Linked DNA regions of Nothobranchius furzeri: region 2 is linked to region 1. A link is a contact called in public Micro-C data. All regions are on one chromosome and are shown on one strand. The core of a region is the stretch at or near the end of the contact, and the rest is flanking DNA. Distances in the headings are between cores, read along the strand shown.

Region 1 (7,084 bases), core at 3,390-5,889:
GGAACTGGATCCAGACCTCAAACGGAAGCTGGAGAAAATCTGCAGCCGAGCCTCCAACTTTGGGTAGAAAAAAAATATTTCTTCTGTGAAAAGGTGATCTAGATACAGAAAACCCCATCTCAGCAAATCAGTTCACCGCTCTCCTCTGTTGTTTTCATCACACCAGCTGTAAAACATTTAGTTTGCTGGACGAACTTCAGATGAAATCGTGTGATGAGTTTTTAAACAGATGTGCTGCTAGTGCACACAAAAGAGATTAGAAGCAAGCACTGGATTTTATAATTTTCTATATTTAAAATGTCTGTGAGGGTCAAGAATAAAAAAAATTATGTTAGATTAATTTGTGTGCAACGTAACGGCTTTGCTGACTAAGTTTACCTGCAGACCACTTCTTAACTGACACATCTCCCTCAGACCACCTTAAATCCACAGGACTTATCGGTATTAGAAAGAGGTTTTAACTGATTCCTCTGACTTTTCCACTGCTTCCTATAAAATGTGTGTTGTCTGTTTTCACCCAGCTGCTTCAGGCCCTGCTAAACACATTTTAATGCTTGCTGCCATCCAAATCTCCTCTCCTCACTGCCAGTATCACTGTGACTTAGCTGGCACCGTAGCACAGAGGCCTTTCTCACTGCCTGTGACTATCCTTCTGTGGTAACATGACTTGTAGAGCCACATTTTCCTGATGCTTCTGTAAACGCTTGAAGGAACATTTCAGACACTTCAAAGTGTGTTTCTGTTTAACAGTTATTAATATTTATTATATCATCCGTTGTAGATGGATTTCTGAACAGCCTCAGTTTGGAAGAGATTGTTTATTTATAACTTTTACACAGAAACACATTTCAGAGGAAATGAAAAGTCATTTTGAAGCAGAAATGTCGATCATGCTGGTGGTCAGAATCTGTTCTTTTTATAGTAAAGTTCGTTCTCGGTCTCCAGATTGAAGCGGTCTGATCACCAACTCCTATGGGACCATCGGCTCCACTGTCGGAGGGACCACCCCAGCAGCCTCCCCAAAGTGTTAGCCAGCGCCCCCAGCTGGGACTGGGCCAGCATGGCTCACATCCACTCCTTGCTGCACCACTGGCCCGCCCTGCCCCTAGTCACTGCACTGGAGCTGCTTGACTCAAAGTATGCTCTGTTCTCGGTACTCACACGTAACAGATACAGTGGGGCAAAAAAGTATTTAGTCAGCCACCGATTGTGCAAGTTCTCCCACTTAAAATGATGACAGAGGTCAGTAATTTACATCATAGGTACACGTCAACTGTGAGAGACAGAATGTGAAATAAAAACCATGAATTCACATGGCAGGATTTTTAAAGAATTTATTTGTAAATCAGGGTGGAAAATAAGTATTTGGTCACTTCAAACAAGGAAAATCTCTGGCTCTCACAGACCTGTAACGTCTTCTTTAAGAAGCTTTTCTGTCCTCCACTCGTTACCTGTATTAATGGGACCTGTTTGAGCACATTATCTGTATAAAAGACACCTGTCCACAGCCTCAAACAGTCAGACTCCAAACTCCACTATGGCCAAGACCAAAGAGCTTTTGAAGGACACCAGGAAAATAATTGTAGACCTGCACCAGACTGGGAAGAGTGAATCTACAGTAGGCAAGCAGCTTGGTGTGGAAAAAATCAACTGTGGGAGCTATTATCAGAAAATGGAAGACATACAAGACCACTGATAATCTCCCTCGATCTGGGGCTCCACGCAAGATCTCATCCCGTGGGGTCAAAATGATCATGAGAACGGTGAGCAAGAATCCCAGAACCACACGGGGGGACCTGGTGAATGACCTGCAGAGAGCTGGGACCACAGTAACAAAGGTCACCATCAGTAACACACTACAACGGCAGGGAATCAAATCCTGCAGTGCCAGACGTGTTCCGCTGCTGAAGCCAGTGCATGTCCAGGCCCGTCTGAAGTTTGCCAGAGAGCACATGGATGATACAGCAGAGGATTGGGAGAATGTCATGTGGTCAGATGAAACCAAAGTAGAACTTTTTGGTATAAACTCAACTTGTCGTGTTTGGAGGAAGAAGAATACTGAGTTGCATCCCAAGAACACCATACCTACTGTGAAGCATGGGGGTGGGAACATCATGCTTTGGGGCTGTTTTTCTGCTAAGGGGACATGACAACTGATCCGTGTTAAGGACAGAATGAATGGGGCCATGTATCATGAGATTCTGAGCCAAAACTTCCTTCCATCAGTGAGAGCTTTGAAGATGAAACGTGGCTGGGTCTTCCAACACGACAATGATCCCAAACACACCACCCGGGCAACAAAGAAGTGGCTCCGTAAGAAGCATTTGAAAGTCCTGGAGTGGCCTAGCCAGTCTCCAGACCTCAACCCCATAGAAAATCTGTGGAGGGAGTTGAAAGTCCGTGTTGCTCGGCGACAGCCCCAAAACATCACTGCTCTCGAGAAGATCTGCATGGAGGAATGGCCCAAAATACCAGCTACTGTGTGTGCAAGCCTGGTAAAGACCTATAGTAATCGTTTGACCTCTGTTATTGCCAACAAAGGTTACGTTGCAAAGTATTGAGTTGAATTTTTGTTATTGACCAAATACTTATTTTCCACCCTGATTTACAAATAAATTCTTTAAAAACCCTGCTATGTGAATTCATGGATTTTTTTTTTCACATTCTGTCTCTCACAGTTGAAGTGAACCTATGATGAAAATTACTGACCTGTGTCATCATTTTAAGTGGGAGAACTTGCACAATCGGTGGCTGACTAAATACTTTTTTGCCCCACTATACGTGTGATAAATATATAAATCTCAGAATGTGCGGAGGGGTTCTGGTTCTGGAAACTTGACTTTGATTAATTGCGATCATATAGGTTTGCAGATACTGAAGTGAGAAGTGTGGCAGTAAGCTGGATTGAGGAAAGCAGTGATGATGAGCTGGCTGACTACCTTCCTCAGCTCGTACAGGTATACACGCTTTAAAGAAACTTCTCCTTTTTATTCACAAGTTCTACAATTATAGTTAAAAATGCTTCTCTCGGCTCTTTCAGGCAATAAAGTTTGAGTGTCACCTAAAGAATGCTCTGGTCATGTTCCTGTTATCCAGAGCACAAGGCAACATCATCATAGCCCACCACCTGTACTGGTCAGTCTGCAGCAGAACTGAAATAACACAAACCTAACATATGCATACATACAACACACACAGCATCTCAAACTGCAATAAAAACCAGAGAATAAAAATGTGTTGAAAGGAGATTAAAAGCCCCCAGAGTCTGATGTGCAGTAGCAGCTCCATCACATCTAAATTTACAAGCTTCTGAAACGATTTATTCATCAGACAAGTAAACAGGCGGTGCATTTATTTCTTAATGTGAGTTTGGTGTGATGTCTCCTCAGGCTGCTGAAGGATGCCATGCAGGACCCTGCCTGGTGGTGGCGCTATGAGCAGGTTATGGGTTCCCTGCTGTGTCTGTGTGGAAGTAAACTGAGGGCCGAACTGGAGAAACAGACTAACCTGGTCACTTTGCTGGGAATTGTGGCTGAGAGGGTCCGGCAGGCTGGGGGGTCCACACGGCAGGTAGTTCACTAGCTAAATATACGTGATTTTTAAAGTGTGTGCTGGATTTACGTTTATGTTGTATGTTTGTGTCTGTTTAGGTCGCCCTCCAGGAGGGACTTGAGAATGTTCAGAACTTATTCCAGAGAAACCGCTGCAGACTTCCTCTCAGTCCCAGTCTGGTGGCTAAAGAGCTGAACATGAAGGTGGATCTGGAATCACAAATGAACCAAACATAATGCTCTGGAAACAGAAGGAGAGAAACTTGATGATTTTGTTGGAAATTTTTGAGATAAAAGTTTCTCTGCTTGGCTCTAATGGAACTGTGGGTGTTTAAAATCATTAAATAGACCCAAAATATTGTGGGGGGGTGGGTTGGGGGGGGGGGGGGTGTTAATCATCAATCATCTTTTATGGATCAGCAGCTTGTAGGCAGTAAACATCTAGTTTAAGTAAATATAGACCTCTTATGCGTTTCTTGTAAGGCTCAGGTCAATCAAATGTTGCCTGAGTTCAGTTTTGATACTTCAGTGTAAAAGCATCAAGCATCTGGTCCAGCACAACTTCATGTTTAAAAGGAAGTAATAACCCAACAGCTTCAGGTGTGTGAGTTAAAGTCCAGTTTGCACCGATTTGGTTTGTTACAAGTCGCTGCTGCCTGGTTGAATGAGAATCCGTCCCAGCATTCTGGATTTTATCTCTTAGGAAAAAACGAAGATAAGCAAGTCTGTTCTTGAATTTGTTGGAAAACAGAAGCAGAAGTGTTCCTGAAAGGTGCTCTGACTGATTAAATAATAATTCTTGTGTTTGCATGAAGGCCTGTTCCTTCTTCAGCTCCAACGCAGTTCCCCTAAAGCTGGCCTTGGTTAATGCCGACCCTCTGGGAGAGGAGATCAACGTCATGTTTAAGGTAATGAGTACGTTTACACTCAGAGAACAGAACAAGGTTCAAAATAATTCACTCATAAGAGGTTCTAGGGAGCTGGTTCTACTATATACACCACAATCATTATTCACTAGTTTAGGCCAGGGAGTCCTCAAGTACATCCAGGCTTGTTGCAACAAGCTGCGTTTCCATTTCTTCTCATCAGCACACTGCGCCCTCTGGTGGCCAAATTGAGGGCCACTGTGTTACTCCTGTCGATCTCAATGTGTGTGTGTGTGTGTGTGTGTGTGTGTGTGTGTGTGTGTGTGTGTGTGTGTGTGTGTGTGTGTGTGTGTGTGTGTGTGTGTGTGTGTGTGTGTGTGTGTGTGTGTGTGTGTGTCAGGTGGGAGAAGACCTGAGGCAGGACATGCTGGCTCTGCAGATGATTCGCATTATGGACCGTATCTGGTTGCAGGAGGGGCTGGATCTCCGCATGGTACACTTTAAATGTGTCTCCACTGGCAAGGACAGAGGTAACTGAGCAAAAGTTCTACTCTGCTTAGTTAAGCATTCATTTAGCTCTACCACAGAGAGCTTCATTCATAGGTGAGTTTTTATGTTGATTCAAGCTCTCATATTGTGCAGGTATGGTGGAGCTGGTGCCGTTCTCTGACACCCTCAGAAAGATTCAGGTAGAATATGGAGTCACCGGATCTTTCAAGGATAAGCCTCTGGCAGAATGGCTTCGCAAATACAATCCTGCTGAGGATGAATATGAGAAGGTACTCTCTGAACAGCGTTTAGTTACGTAGATTAACTTTAAACTGGGATGTCCCGATCACATGATCGGAAATCGGCCCCGATCACGTGGTTTCAGACTGATCGGGACTCGGGTTTACTTCCAGATCCGGGCTCGGATACTGGGTTCAAATTACAGGAGAGGAACTTGGTTCTCCTTAAAGGTTGTCAGGCTCCCCTGATGCCCTTAACTTACACACCCAGAAGGAGCACAAAAGAGATCCAGTTTCTACCTTTATTATATTATTTATATGAACTCAGAGTAGCGGGGATTCGTTTGAGCAGAGCGGCAGGCAGACCGCTGATTATTCACGAACTCCAGCTGCGTTGTGCACACGGCCACAGTAACATTTCCTAAGTTTCCAAGTGGCGTCACCAAAAAATATGTAATTAACACACAGTCGTTCGTGTCTGTTCATTTTCTCTCTGGTAAGTTCTGTCTGTATTTGAGCATGACGTCTGGTCGCGCTCGCGCTGCAACGCCCGTCACTGGCGCAGCCGGGCAGCGCGGCACACACTCCGCTTTTTTTGCGGTCAATAGATCAATTTGATCTGCTAGTTAAAAAGTTACTTGTGAGGTGAAAAAGAAGGAAGCAGGCAGGAGTTTTTCTGGAGGACTGGGAGATGCAGGAAGAGCAGAGACAGACAGGACAGGAAGGCAGGAAAATAAAAACCAAGAAAACAAAACAAAGTTCTTAAAAAATAAAATGTAGATAGATTGATCCCATTACACGTTTGTACCTGTATGAAGCAATAAGTTATCAGCATGTAGTTTTTATATAGTTGATACAATTCAGATCATCTTCAAAACCAGTGTTGCCAACTTCCCCTGATAGAAAGTAGCTGAAGTTGACCCAGAAACTCACCCAGATGTCGCCAGATGATGTCAAATGCTAATTTGCATATTCATGATGTCATCACGCCAGATTGGCTTTCATTTTCCCCATAGCTTCTAAAATATATATATATATATATATATATATATATATATATATATATGTATGTATGTATGTATGTATGTACTGAAGATTTTAAAAACATGATGGTCTTTTTAGAACTAAAAGGGAGGAAAATAAAAAAACTATTTTATGTGTTAATGTTATTGATTAGTATGATTAAAATGGCCCAAATTGCTTTGTTATTTAAAATTAATTCCAAAAGTATCAATAAAGGGACATTAAGACAGATATGGTGTGGTGATCCAAACAGTTCTGTTGTAGGATATAACTCAGACCTGCTCTCCTCATTCTCACAGACATTTTCCTAAAAAGCTGGTTTTTTACACTTCAAAGTTTCTCAGCTGCTCTGTTGTGTATTCTCTCCATCGTGGTAATAACGGCGCACCGAGCAAAGGGGAGCAGGTGTCTCATAGTGTAACCATCCCTGTGTCACTGAAGGAAATTCAGATGAGCCACAGAGCTGCGTGTGTAAACGGGACGGTAGTTGAAACTCCCGTTGACTTTATTTGCCAAATGTAGGAAAAACCAAAGTGTCTGACGGCTGCAGAACCAGAGGTGGCAGGTTGACGCCCGCACCGTCTCTAGTAGAAGCGTGAGCCTGCAGCAGCAGCAGACGTACGTCGGCGGTCTCCAGCTCTGCAGTTGTACCTTTGTCTTCGCCCAGCCGAAAACGGTTTATGATTGGTCAGTCCTCGTGCACGTGCAGATTATCGTCCTCTTTCCTTACTCCCGGAAGAACGGTTCAGAGTGGAAATGGTTTCTTTGTTGCTAATCTGTAGGGAATATCTACAAGAAAGTTCTACAGAAAGTAGCAACGGGTCCTGAGAAATGTCGCTAGGCACTTTTTGGAAAAAAAGTCGTTAGGAACGGTGACAAAGTTGCTGAGTTGGCAACACTGTTCAAAACTCCGTCC
Region 2 (7,084 bases), core at 2,555-5,054, 84 kb before region 1:
GTAAAGCAATCTCATCAGTTTTGGCGTAGCGTGCACCTGCACTTAAAGTTTTCATATGTAAAAATGACACAATCAGATGGAGACATTAGAAATCAGAATTAGAAAAAAAAATAAGGTGAATGGATGTAGTGGTGAAACATTATCCTTTCATTTATCAAAGATTCATGTGAAGCACAAAATAGAGAACATGCTTGTTTTCAGGGCTGTGCAAATGTTTTATTATGTATTTTAATTAAGTTTAAATATTTCTATGGTGGATACAAAACAAGTTTTTGCACAAAAACCCTTTTATATAAAGCAATTTCTGCATTTTTATTCTATGTGAGTCTGATCCTCAGCTCTCCGTAGGGATGTCACCTTTCTGGTGGCTAACCTTCTGAAATGAGCCGATTCAGGGTTCCATTACTTATCCGCCTCTCTCCTGATTAAACCGAATATCCAATTCACTTCAGAAAACCCCCTCAAATGCTCTCTGTGAGGAGTTTGCAGCCCACTTCAGAGGGAACACCATCAGAAGGAATATTTTATCCTCCCTAAGCAATAAGGTTTTAGATAAATCTGAATGTTTGTCTATACCAGAGGAAACACTGGACAGTTTTGTCATGGTAGAAGCTGAGACTCTTGATAAAGTTTTCTCCTCAGTGAGACCCTCCACATGTATTCTGGACCCAATTCCAACTTCGCTTTTTAAACAACTCTATGGATCTTTTAGTGATGAGATTTTAACCCTGATGAATTGCTCCCTTCAGACGGGGGTCTTACCTGCTGCCTTTAAAAGGGTGGTGGTGAGGCCCCTGTTGAAGATGAACATTTAGATCGTAATAATTTAAACAATTATCGACTGGTATCTAACTTACCATTTTAAAGCAAAATTTCAGAAAAGTTGGTTTTAAATCAACTAAATGATTTTATAAACACTCATAATGTCCTAGAGACATTTCAGTCTGGTTTTAGGGTGAACCACAGCACCGAGACGGCCCTTCTGAAGATTTTAAATGATTTTAGATTTAAATATGATAAACGGAAGGTGATGTGTTCGTTCTACTGGATCTAAGCGCTGCCTTTGAAACAGCAGACCACACTATTCTTTTAACCCGTTTAAAACAGATCGACCTCTCTGGTGCTGTCCACAGATGGTTCACATCCTACCTCCCTGACAGGACTTTTATGGTGAGTTTAGATACCTGTTCCTCGAGGGTCCATTGGATTACATGTGGTATGCCCCAGGGTTCAATTTTAGGCCCAGTGCTTTTTAACTTTTATAAGCTCCCTCTTGGCAGTGTCTATAGGAGACATGGAGTCAATTTTCACAGTTATGCTGATGATACACAGTTGTACATCTCCGTGTCTCCTGATGACTCTCGGCCAGTGAACGCATTTTTTAACTGCATTTTAGACATCAAATCCTGGATGGCTGAGAACTTTCTCCAGCTCAACCAGGACAAAACTGAAGTTTTAGTCATTGGTCCTGAGGCCCAGAGAGAGAAGCTTTTACCGAATATACATTCTCTGTCTTTTAATCCATCTGAACAAGTGAAGAACCTGGGTGTGATTTTTGACTCTGAGCTGACTTTTATTCCACACATAAAAAATATCACAAAAATAGGTTTTTATCATCTAAAGAACATCGCCAGAGTCCGCCCTATTCTCCCTCGGGCCAATACGGAGATGCTGATGCATGCTTTTATCACCAGTAGGATAGACTACTGTAATGCCCTGCTTTCTGCTCTTCCCAAAAAGAGCATCTCAGGCTTACAAATTCTACAAAATTTGGCAGCACGTGTCCTGATGAAGACCAGGAGGCGGGAGCACATTACACCAGTTTTAGAATCATTGCAATCATGGCTCTCTGTATGTTTCAGGATCAATTTCAAGGTTATTTTAATGGTTTTTAAGTGTCTTAATGGTCTTGGGCCTTCTTATCTCTCAGAACTGCTTTTACCGTGTAAACCCTCACGGCCTCTGCGCTCCTCTGGCAGGCGTCTCCTGGTCATCCCTAAAGTCAGGACACACACTCATGCGTCTTTCCAGTATTACGGCCCTCACCTCTGGAACAAGCTGCCAGGGCCTCAGAGAACGTTCATGTTTTTAAGTCTAGGCTCAAGGCCCACCTATTTAGGTTAGCTTTTATCTAATTATTTATTATAGTTTTATTTCTCGATTTACATTATTATATTTTATTACTTGCTTTGCATGTTTTACATGATTATATTTTAGCACAGTTTCATCATTAAATTATATTATTATTTTACTGTCCATACGATTTTATTTAATATTCATTTTCTTACTTTTGTCATTTATATTAGCTCTTTTATTATATTTTTACTCATTTTAATCCAGTGTTTCCTCTGTAGGGGCCCTCTGCCCCAGGGGCCGTGGTCGACTGTTGCTTCCTGGGCGCTCTATAGGTAGTGTTTAAGTAGAGGTGGGGGTCTATGCTCCCCGACCTGTGAGCATCCTTACTTAGTTGCTGTGGAAGACCTGATGCTACCGGGACAGACGGCTCCTCTGATGGCGTTTCCTTGCCTTATCTTACTTGGCTCATCTGGACTCAGCCAAATATAAATTTTTACTGATGTGTGTGTGAGTGTGTGTGTGTGTGTGTGTGTGTGTGTGTGTGTGTGTGTGTGTGTGTGTTAATGTTTTCAAACTGTTATGAGAATTTGGGGTCATTTTAATTCTGAAAAGCACTTTGAGTCACACTTTGCTTGAAAAGCGCTTTATAAATAAATTCTGACTGATTGATTGATTTGCGGCTATAAGCTGAGATATCTGGGAGGGGCTTGGAGTAGAGCCACTGCAGCATCAGCTCTCTCTTGCATGTGAGAAGTGTTTATATTGCAACTTCTCCATTTGTAATGTCACAAACTGGGACTTTTTAAAACGGCTTGTTTTGTGCAAATAATTCCTAAAACTAAACACTGATATAAAACTTGATGGACATTTTTTCATGTTTGGGGGAATAATAGAGCTAGTAGAGACCCACATGACAGCACAAAAGAATGCAAAAGTTGACCTTTGCATAATATGTCATCTTCAAGTCACTTCAAAGTGTCTTCCTCTCTTTCACAAAGCCAGGCTTTGAAGTATAATGTTGAAATGATTTATATTTCACGTTTTCTGAAGGATCTTCAGACTTTATGCCTTTTGTCCATTCCTCACATTTTAACTTTGGGAGTTGGAGAACAAAGAAAGGTGCAGGTTCAAAAAGAAGTTCCAATAGATGAGCAGTGTGTGTGTGTGTGTGTGTGTGTGTGGGGGGGGGGGGGGGGGGGTGAGATCATCCTTCAATAAATCAGTGTTATACATTTTGAAATTCACCCTACTTGCATTAGAATATTCTTGAAAGTGTCAAACAGTGATGTCTTAAGCATTTTTCACAATAACATGATAAATGATCAGTTATGTTTTGATAAACTCTACTTCATACTCTGCTTCTTTGTAGTTTAAGGAACAAAGAAGCATTTCTCTGGATGAAAATTTGTGGGGGAAAAACAGTATGAATACAACATGTTTTAAACTAGCTGAGTACTTTGCACAAAACTGCACACATAGTATTCACTGTGTAAACACACACTAGTAGCATGAGAACATGAACATACCATAGCTCCAGTTATTATTTTTTAAAATAAAGATTAGCCACATAATTTAATTTAATTTAATTTAATTTAATTTAATTTAATTTAATTTAATTTAATTTAATTTAATTTAATTTAATTTAGACACTAGCAGGGTTAGACCACGTGAGGGCGCTGTTTGATCACGGGACAGCAGAAACGCTGCTATCCAACTGCGTTCGCTCAACAGGAACTGACGTCTCTCCTCTGTGCAAGTGGAAGGAAAAATGCAGCTGCCGGAAAAATGGCTCCAAACACCGCACCGTTAAAAGGTGAGAAACAGATCATTATAAAGCGTTTGTCTGAGTGTAAAAGTTTCCTTTTGTTGCTACTTAGGGTTAGCTTTAGCAGTTTTTCTCTACTGTAAGTGTTTCCGCTTTGAGAAAGCCTTCTTTCTTCCTTGTTGTGGTTAGTTGATAGGTCCAAAGCAACTCAAGCAGTTGCCTCAGTACTTTTAAATTATTAAACTAGTGTTTCTTAAAGCAGCGAGCAGTCGTACAAGTCAGCCTAGTTTAGCTAGATTCAGTCGGATTTCTGGAGCAGGATGTTTGCCAACTGTCCGAGTAAGTTTTAAGTTTAGGAGCTACGTTAGCATGAAACAAAGTCTAATGTTAAAGTTACAATAAAGCGGCTAAAAGTAGCAAAAATGCCACTTGAAGGAGCTAACTTGGCAATCATAAAAAATAAAATTCTAGTTTCCGTTTTTAGACTATTGTTATGTTTACATGATTGTGAATGTTGTTTTTAGATACCATTAATGTGAACAAAGGTTATTGACAACCTGACATCAGTCGGTGTGGTGTCAGGGGAGAAGATTTAGCTAGATATCTCAACCTATAAAAGATTAAGGGATTAATATTCAACGCTAACTTCTGATTATATTCGTTATAAAACATAAAATGTGTTTAATTGGTCTTAAGTATTTAACACAAACTTGATAAGATGGACTTTTGTGGTAGCTATTTTTATTGTTCAGTCTGTTTTAATTAAAACAAAAGGCTGAGTATGGATTTTAAAACCTGCATAGGTTTGTGTTTGACTAAAAACAGTTTTTACACCAGGCTGAGTGTACATTGTTTGCTGATCTTCTCTACTGTGTTGCCACTTACAGAGAACCATTACATAAGCCTTACAAATCTGTAAATACTGTTAGGACTTGGTTACATATTTTCTATTTTTAAAGTGTGTGAGCTGTACTTTGAGCTGATAAACAATGTATTGCTTACATCTGCACTTCTGATCTGCTATGGGACACAAATCTTTTACATTTGACCAAGGTCTGCACCATGAAAGGTACAACAAGATCACACCATCTTAGCACTGTTTTAAATCATGACAGCATGCTGGTGGATAAGTAAATAAATTGAAAGAAACCATTATTAAATTTGGATGTAATTTAAGTTATCCAGCTAAACAAATGTGGCCCAATCCTATTCCTTGAGGGACACCATCCTGCATATTTTAGTGGTTTCTCACCACACCTGATTTAAATTAGTAGGGGATTAATAGGCTGCTACAGAGCTTGATGAAATTTTGAACATGCAATTCGACCACTGGATCAAGCCTGTTGAAGCAGGGAAGCAACTAAAACATGCTGGACAGTGAAGCTCACTGCTCTAAACTGATGTGCTCTGTTTCTCTTTCTTCCTTCCGTACGTCTACAAAGATTTGGTGTTTCAGTGTAACTTCAGAGAAGTTGGGTGGTTTTTGTTTTATTTGGCAAAACCATGCCAATTCTGTCTGTGCTCAAGAATTTCTGGACTAGTGATTAAAGGATGTCACCATTGGTAAAAATCTACACATTTTAATTTGTACACGGAGTATGCTTTCTCATTGTCAAAGGAAAAGATGTTTCTGCAGAGACCTACACCATCCATTTCACCTTTCACATCCGTTCATTTTGGTGAAGACGACTTAACCAGGTCTTAATACTTAGTAACTCCAGCTACATTGTCATTGTTGCTGGCTTTCGCACAGCTGATCAGATAGTCCCGGGACATGTTGCTAACGTAACTCTTAACAGAGGGGGAGGCAAAGAAAACCAGGGGAAGAAAGAAGGGACCCGCTGGACTGTTCAGCATGCCAAATTCCTCAGCTGCACAATAGTGTTGGGGTAGCTTAAGCCCCAGCAGAGCCAGTCGTCTTCACCACAATGGGAGGGGATACTCAGGAGAGGCCCGTGATGCCTGGGGAGAGAAGGAACTCACTCAACCCCTGGGCTGTGATTGTTCCATGAATGGTTGCTTTGACAAGGCGCTGTGTCATTCTAGAATCGTAAAACAGCAATGTTGTTCTGAATCAATAAAATGTTCTAGTCGTCTTCGACACGTCTTAATTTAATATCGATCAGATGTGTCAACCTTCCTGCTGTTTGTAATGGAAGTGCTTTACTGAATACTGGATAAAACAAATATCAGATGAAGACGTGAGTTTCAGGGTATCTGCAGGTCCTTAAAAAGTCTTAAATTTGCTTTTCCAAATGTAAGGCCTTAAAAATCCTTAAAAAATTACAAATAATCCTTAAATAGTTTCCAAAGGTCTTAAATTACCAAAGACCCAATAAACAAGATTCTTTTATTTCTATAAAATGTTCGTGAATTCCTAGTTAGTTCAGCATTTTTTGTGTACGATATTGGCATAAGCGGAACTGTACACATTCGGTTGGTTGTGAAAGAGGGCTATTTTTAGATGAGCATGCTAGTGGGAGTTTGCGCCATGGGGAAGTGCAACATTAATGGTAACTGGATGGCTAATCCCATGTTCACGATGTGATTAGCACTGGTTCCAGGCAATAGCTGGAAATTAAAGCTTAAATTTAATTAAAAAAATAGCTTACATTTGGTCAAAGTGGCCTTAAAAATGTCTTAAAAAGTCTCAAATTTGGTGCCCTTAAACCTGCAGATACCCTGGAGTTTGTGTCCTGCACCATAACGCGCTGATTCACAAATGAGCTTAATTTCTGGTTGTTCAGAGTCTAGTACGTACATCCTTATGTTATTGTTTTGGCATTCTGGGTTCCTGCTTTACCAAGCTTCATGTGTTCTGTGTAAAACCAAGCTGAAGACCTACTGTTCATGTTGCTAGAGCTAGTAATCCGACCCACACGATGCTCCTGATTTTCCAGCAAGCACAATCAGTTTCTTGTGCGGCGTATTTGATGTATGGCAGCGGATCAATAAGTGATCAAACTGCTTGGAGCAATAAAACCAGGAATTTTTTTAAATTAAAGAACTGCTGCTGAGGCTCAATATGTAGAATAACGTTATTCTATCTATCTTGCTTTCACTTGATCATTTCAAGTTAATAATAATGTTTATTTTATTTATAGGTGTTTAGTTGTTTGCTTCTCAACACTTTGGTCAGCGCTGACTTAAAGTCATCCTACTCATGGCTCCTTCAACTTGACAGAATGGCCCAGACTCAGAGTGGTAATGGGTTCAAGCTGGATGTCCCCCAGCCAAAGGGGG

The links. A called contact is a pair of places that touch in the nucleus more often than the background predicts.
Region 2: a contact with region 1 is called in a Micro-C map of tail fin, with 15 times the contacts expected there. The contact joins the promoter of pik3c2a here to the enhancer-like site in region 1. A contact is called at or near these places in 2 of 2 Hi-C or Micro-C datasets (skeletal muscle and tail fin).

The regions. Positions count from the first base shown.
Region 1 is chr4:54,495,441-54,502,524 of NfurGRZ-RIMD1, reverse strand. It overlaps pik3c2a (phosphatidylinositol-4-phosphate 3-kinase, catalytic subunit type 2 alpha), which reads left to right. Exons shown (of 33, transcript XM_015963847.3): 15 at 1-63; 16 at 946-1,137; 17 at 2,864-2,957; 18 at 3,041-3,135; 19 at 3,390-3,570; 20 at 3,651-3,755; 21 at 4,367-4,459; 22 at 4,818-4,947; 23 at 5,060-5,196. Among protein-coding and RNA genes, the nearest start is that of rps13, 22 kb to the right of the region's middle. Within about 2 kb of position 4,639, at least 1 of the 3 cell types and tissues checked has an H3K27ac peak or open chromatin away from gene starts, as enhancers often do. A contact at or near this core is called in tail fin, where this site is marked.
Region 2 is chr4:54,578,990-54,586,073 of NfurGRZ-RIMD1, reverse strand. pik3c2a (phosphatidylinositol-4-phosphate 3-kinase, catalytic subunit type 2 alpha) reads left to right here and starts at 3,804. Exons shown (of 33, transcript XM_015963847.3): 1 at 3,804-3,889; 2 at 6,946-7,084. The coding sequence starts at 7,027.